2 separate regions of the Hordeum vulgare genome follow, and region 2 is linked to region 1. The links are chromatin contacts, called in public Hi-C maps. All regions are on one chromosome and are shown on one strand. Each heading gives the region's core, a stretch centred on a gene start, on an enhancer-like site or on the middle of the called end of the contact. The rest is flanking DNA. Distances are from core to core; before and after follow the strand shown.

Region 1 (3,214 bases), core at 479-2,978:
CTCAATTCAGCTCACTCCAACCCTTGATCTGGACAACACTCAGGCACTTCCGCAGATTCGACAACAAGGAACAACGACAACAACGATTGTGTTGGGTGAAGAAACAATTTCTATTAAAAATAGATGAGTTGAACAGTTTCATTCTATTCTATCATTCAAACTCGAAACAAAAATGTTATTTTTTTGAATTTTCTCTACGAAATGAAAGACCGAAACCGACCAATTTCTAGTTTTTTAGGAATAAACCAAACTTTATTAATTAAAGACCACACTTTGTGGGACACAATTTGGGTCATGTGGTTGGCCAGACCAAACATGACGATCTAGAGCCAGCGAAAGGGAAAATCTAGCTTAACTATATGCGTCAACAATGGCCGCACGACCTTCGAAAATAAAATTACACAAAAAGGTAGAAGTTCTAGTCCTTATCTGTGTGATGATTGGTCCTGTTCTTCCATGACTGCCGTGCTTACAGTCTTCAACCAATTGCTTTGAATCATAAGCTATGCTAATATTCTGAAGCTGTAGGTCTTGGACTAGCGAGAGAGCTTCGCGACAGACACACCTTGCGAAAATAGGCGGTTCCGGCAGCATGCGGGCTAGGGATAAATCCTATTTGGCGTTGCAGGCGCCGGTTAAAGTGCATTTTTCTTAACCGACGCCTGCAGTGTTCGGTCATTTGCCGACCTATGTAAGTTCTAGCGGGAGGGAGGTTTTTCCGATTTTGTGAAGCTTTTGGAAGCTTCCTAGATGGGTTTTTTCATTTAGGTTTTTTCAGGACTGATTTTTCTTCAATTTTTCTCTATTTCTTATTTTTGTATCCTTTTTTATGAATTTTTTCAAATTAACAATCTTTTTTCCAAATAAATGAAGCTTTTTAAAAAATTTATGAACTTTTTTGAATATCGATGATCTTTTTTCAAATTTTGATGAACTTTTTTGAATTTTTATGATTTGTTTTTGAAAGGGATGAACTTTTTCAAAATTGATGAACTTTTTAAATATTTGTGATTTTTTCCAGTTGAACGAACTTTTTGAAAAAGTACATGATTTTTTATTTTGGTTTTCGAATTTGGTGAACTTTTGAAAAAAATGTTATTTCTTTTCAGATTAGGTGAACTTTTGTTCCAAATCCTATGAACGTTTTTCAAACTTTATGACTTGTTTTTCAAATTTGATTATTTTTTTAAAAGTTCAATGATTCTTTATCAAATTTGATTACTATTTTGCAAATTCGATAAACTTGTTTCTGTTTTGTGAACTTTTTTCGAAATTAATGATCATTTTTTCGAATTGGTGAACTTTGTTTCGAAAGATTTGATGAACTTTTCATATTTTTGTGGACTAATTTTCAAATTCAAGATATTGTTTTTAGATGCACGAACATTTTTTATTTTCATGATTTTTAAATAATAATTCAAAAGGCAAAGGTTGACCAATGGATCAACCAATTTACCATGACAATTTTTACTTTCTAGAAATTCAACGACTGGTGTATGGGATCGGGCGTCCACCTTTTTGTTGGGCCGGACCAGGATCCGACGCTGCAGGCACCGGGAGAGGGAACGGGCTCGTGCAGCGCCGTGTAGGAGCACCCCGGGCTAGGCTCTGACCCGACCAGGCTGGACATCCCTGTGTGCCCGCAAGCCCACGGTACGGTAGGGCCGGCCCATCTTCCTCGGGCGCGACGAAAAAAAAGCGGGAGCGAGCACGCTGCGCGCCGCTTGGCCATCACCCTTTCCAAGAGAGTTTCGTCCCAAATCTCTCTCGCTCTCTCTTTTCGGACCCGTCGCGCCGCCGGCGATTGAGCGAGAGATTCCCGCCGAGATTCCGGGAGAGACCCCCGCCGCGATGCCGAGAAGGTGGCAGGTCTGGGGCCGGCCCGACGGCAGCCAAGTCTGGATCCCCGCCCCCGACCCCGACGCGCCGCCGCCGCCCGCCGCGGCCCCGCCTCTTCCTGCGCCGGGGCGCGCCGCGGGGATAGCCGCCGCTTCATTCGAGGACGCGCCGGCCAAAGGTACGGCCCCATCGTCCTCTCATCTCGGCGTCTGTTCCTTCCTAGAAATTGTGCTGGATACTGACTTGACTGGCCCCCCTCCCGCGTCGTCGTTTCTCCGATCCGAAACCCTAGGCCAGGACGCTGCTGACGGCTGCCGCGTAGAGTCCATGGCCGACCTCCTCGTCCAGGGTACCGCCTCCTCCCTTCACCTCGTCATACTTGGTCCTGTCAGTGCGAGCACGGTGTGCCCTCATGTGTGTATACCCCGTCTCGGCGTTTGGACGCAAATGCTTTTTTTTAACTGGTGACTGGCCTGTTGCTGCTGATGGAATCTGCAGCGCGGAGCAAGCTGCTCGAAGGTGATGGGATGGCCGGAGCAACCGGGGATGCAGGAAAAGGTGAGCTGTTCTGCACTGGGTCGGGGAGACCAGTGTCTCTCAGCGAGAGGGCTATAAGGAGGGCCAGGGCTTTGGTCGGGGAGGAGGTGGAGAAGGCTGGCATTAAGAGAAGTAAGAGCTTATGTGCCCAACTTTTCGTTTGCTTCGGTCGAATTGTTCCGTTGTCCGTTTCTGTATGTTCTCTGCTGGGCTGACCAGATTTTGTGTTTCAGAGCAACCATTTGGGGATGTACCTGATGTAGAGGGCGGATTGAGAGGAATGGACGCCCCATTTAGAGGTAAGACTTGCTTCCTTTTTCTCTGCAGAGACAAGATTGAATGTTGCAATGATAGCCAGAAAGTGCCTAGGTTTGATAGCTGTACGAACTTTATTTTCTCGAGGTTATGCATCACTATCAGTTTTCCATCTTATGAAATTTAGGTGGAGTGCATAACACTGCCATGCCCCCATTGTTCCAAACTGGATCAGGAAAAGCAGTCTTGCCAGGCAGAGACTCAATCCAAAAGGCAAGAGTTATTTTAGAAGGTAGGAAGTTTAACACATGTTTACTTTCTATGTAAATGCTGAAAGTGCTTTGTTATCACTTTGTTCATGGCAACATTTATATGGCTCGGAGTAATTTAGGATCTGTTGATCCTTTGTACTGTTAGAAATTATATCATAATTAATAATAAATCAGCGACAATTAATATGGATCGGAGGGAGTAGAATATTTATCAAACTAGCCAAATTTTCCGCAGCTGGTGGACTATTTATTATACTTACAACTGAAGATGTATTTAGATGTGCTTAGCTTGTTGAACATTTCTACTCCAT
Region 2 (3,214 bases), core at 372-2,871, 240 kb after region 1:
CTTCTCTCGAGAAAATAGCAAACGACGGATAGATAAATTACTATTGGTCAATTGATAGAAGAGCAAATAATTATGACGATATTCAACACAACGATCATGTATATAGGCATCACGTAGATAAGTAGACCGACTTCTGCTTGCATCTACTTCTATTACTTCACACATCTACCGCTATCCAGCATGTATCTAGTGTATTGAGTTCATAGAAAAACAGAATAATGCCTTAAGAATGATAACATGATGTAGACAAGATCTATTCATGTAGGAACATGCCCCATCATTTTATCCTTGATAGCAACGATACATGCGTGTCATGTCTCTTTCTGTCAATCAGATTGAGCACCGCAAGATCGAACCCATCACAAAGCACCTCTTTCCATTACAAGATAAACGATCAAGTTGGCCATACAAAAACCAAATATCAAAGAAGAAATACGAGGTTATAATAATCAAGCATGAATATGTTTTCATAGATCTGATCATAAACTCATAATTCATCGGATGCCAACAAACACACCACAAAGAAAGAGTTGCATCATATGGATCTCCAAGAAACCATTGTATTGAGAAACAAAACGAGAGAAAAAATCATCTAGCTACTGCCTACGGATCCGTAGGTCTGATATGAACTACTCACGCATCATCGGAGGAGCACCAATAAGGATGGTGAACCCCTCCGTGATCGTGTTCCTCTCCGAAAAAAGCTCTAGATTAGATTTCGCGTCTCCGGAACTTGCGGCGACTGAAACGATTTTTCGTCGACTCCTCTAGGGTTTGATGAATATTGAGATATTTATAGAGCTCAGAGGCGATGGAGAAGGTTCCCGAGGGCCCCACTAGACACGAGGCCACGCTAGGGTAGCGCGGCCTGATGTCTAGTGCCCCCCTAGGCCTCATCTGTTGCTCATTCTTGATTCACAAGTTTTCTTCTGATCTAAAAAAATCTCTATAAGTTTCGTGGCAATTGGACCTAATCTGATATGGATTTTTTGCGAAGGAAAAAAAGCAAAAAACAGCAAGTGTCACTAGGCACTATGTCAATAGGTTAGTTTTAAAAAAATAATATAATTTCAATAAAATGATTATAAAACATTCAAGAATGATAACATAGCAAAATGGAACAATTAAAAAAATATAGATACGTTGTAGACGTCTTACACACGCGCGAACATTTCTTCCTAAAGTATATGAACATATGTTATTGCTCTAGTTATCAGTGATCAACTCCTAAAAATACATGATTTTCTTTAAATGCACAAGCTTTTTCTAACACACGAATATTTCTTGTGCAAACACGATCACCTTTTTAAATCATGAGACTATTTTCCCAAACATATGGACATATTTTGTTGACATACATGAATATTTTAATTTCCAATAATTCTAAGTAACTTATTTTTTAGGGGAAAATAACTCTCTTTTTTTGAGAAATATCTTTAAATAAATATCTTTTTGGGACAAAATAATAAACAAACTAACGAAGCTGGTTTTGGGCTGAGCCAGTTCGAGTTCTGCAGGCGGCTGCTGTTCGAGCCCACCTCGGCTCGCTCCATGGGCCGAGGAGACCGTAACCCGTAACCGTAAGAGCGTACAAGCCCAATGCCCACAACGCGCAACAGCTCCACCAACCCAACCGGCGAGTTGCTCACCGGCCGGCCAAAATCGTCTGAGCCGCTTCCTGGATCTGCGGCCGCGTTTGCCTCGCCGCCGGCAAGCATGGCGCGGGCGCGGCTGGCGAAGGAGCGCCCCGCGAGCACGCCGGGGAAGCCAGCAGACCGGAGGCGGCCGCTCCGCTTCGCCGCCTTCCTGCTGCTCGCCGACGCCGCGCTCGTCGCCCTCATCGTCGCCTTCGTCCCCTGTCCGCGCCCTGCCCCCGCTCCCTATTTCCCTCCCAGTCATCTCCTGCTCGCAGCTAACCTCCGCGTCGTTGCTCCCGTGTGCAGATACCAAGATCGACTGGGACGCCTACATGTCTCAGGTACCTGCGATCGAGCACCAAGCTCGTTTTTTTTCTCCTCTTTTGGTCGGAGAATCTCGAATTCGGGTCTAACCAGAGGTTCTGACTTCCGGGTGATGATTCCGCGTGGAAGGTGGATGCTTTTCGGGATGGGGAGACGGACTACACCAAGATCGAGGGCGACACCGGGCCGCTGGTCTACCCTGCCGGCTTCCTCTACGTCTACTCCGCCATCAAGTTCCTCACCGCCGGCCAAGTGTTCGCTGCTCAGGTCACCTTTTCGGTGCTAAATTTGTTTGTCAGCATCGTCTTGTTTGCTTGTGTTGCCGTATCAGTCATGCTGGTAGCTGTGCTTAGGCAATGCGCTTTTGTGTTGTGTCTGCAGATTCTGTTCGGCGTTTTGTACCTTGTCAACCTGAGCCTTGTTCTGCTGCTCTACGTCAAGACTGAAGTGGTATGAATGTGAAATTGATGATGTGTTTCACATAATTCCGTGTTAGTTTCACAGTTCTGAACTCAGAACAGTCTAAAGCTTAGTTCAACAAGGATAACTGTAAATTATCTCCGTTCGGAAATAAATGACGCTGTATCGGTTTAAATTTGAACTAAAACAGCGTCACTTATTTCCGAATGGAGGGAGTACAATTTTACAATGGACACCCAAACTGTTCAACTGTTTTTTTACCTGTAAGAATTTCTGTAACAAATCTGTGCGACCAAGCTTCCAAGGGCAGCACTTCATAGAGCTGTTTACCTAAAGTTGTTTCTGATGCCTCCCTGTTTCTTGATCATGACAACCAGCTTCCTTGGTGGGCTTTAGGTTTGCTTTGCTTATCAAAGCGAGTTCACTCCATCTTTGTGCTCCGTCTTTTCAACGATTGCGTTGCTATGACATTGCTCCATGCTGCCATGGTCTTGATTGTCTATCACAAGTGGTACCTCGGCCTAATTATTTTCAGGTGATTACAAACTGTGTGAATATGACATTGATTTATCGTTTCATCCATGCTTGTTTCTTACAAAGTACTCCCTCTGTAAAGAAATATAAGAGCGTTTAGATCACTATAAGGGCGTTTAGATCACCACTTTAGTAATCTAAACGCTCTTATATTTCTTTACTGAGCGAGTACTAACATACCATACCATTAGTACACACTTTTTGCTCACATTTAGTTGCAACCACTTTTGCTGCAGTGGAGCTGTTTCAGTTAAGATGAACGTGCTCCTTTTTGCTCCATCTTTGTTTCTACTAATGTT

What was found. Hi-C and Micro-C count contacts between places; a contact is called where the count stands out from the background.
Region 2: a contact with region 1 is called in a Hi-C map of seedling, with 1.9 times the contacts expected there. The contact joins the promoter of LOC123441433 here to the promoter of LOC123442789 in region 1. A contact is called at or near these places in 2 of 6 Hi-C or Micro-C datasets (leaf and seedling).

Annotation. Positions count from the first base shown.
Region 1 is chr3H:31,285,410-31,288,623 of MorexV3_pseudomolecules_assembly, forward strand. LOC123442789 (protein BREAST CANCER SUSCEPTIBILITY 2 homolog A-like) reads left to right here and starts at 1,729. Exons shown (of 16, transcript XM_045118923.1): 1 at 1,729-2,017; 2 at 2,132-2,188; 3 at 2,338-2,508; 4 at 2,610-2,675; 5 at 2,819-2,923. The coding sequence starts at 1,852.
Region 2 is chr3H:31,529,738-31,532,951 of MorexV3_pseudomolecules_assembly, forward strand. LOC123441433 reads left to right here and starts at 1,622. Exons shown (of 24, transcript XM_045117871.1): 1 at 1,622-1,858; 2 at 1,944-1,978; 3 at 2,091-2,228; 4 at 2,343-2,411; 5 at 2,759-2,916; 6 at 3,152-3,214. The coding sequence starts at 1,717.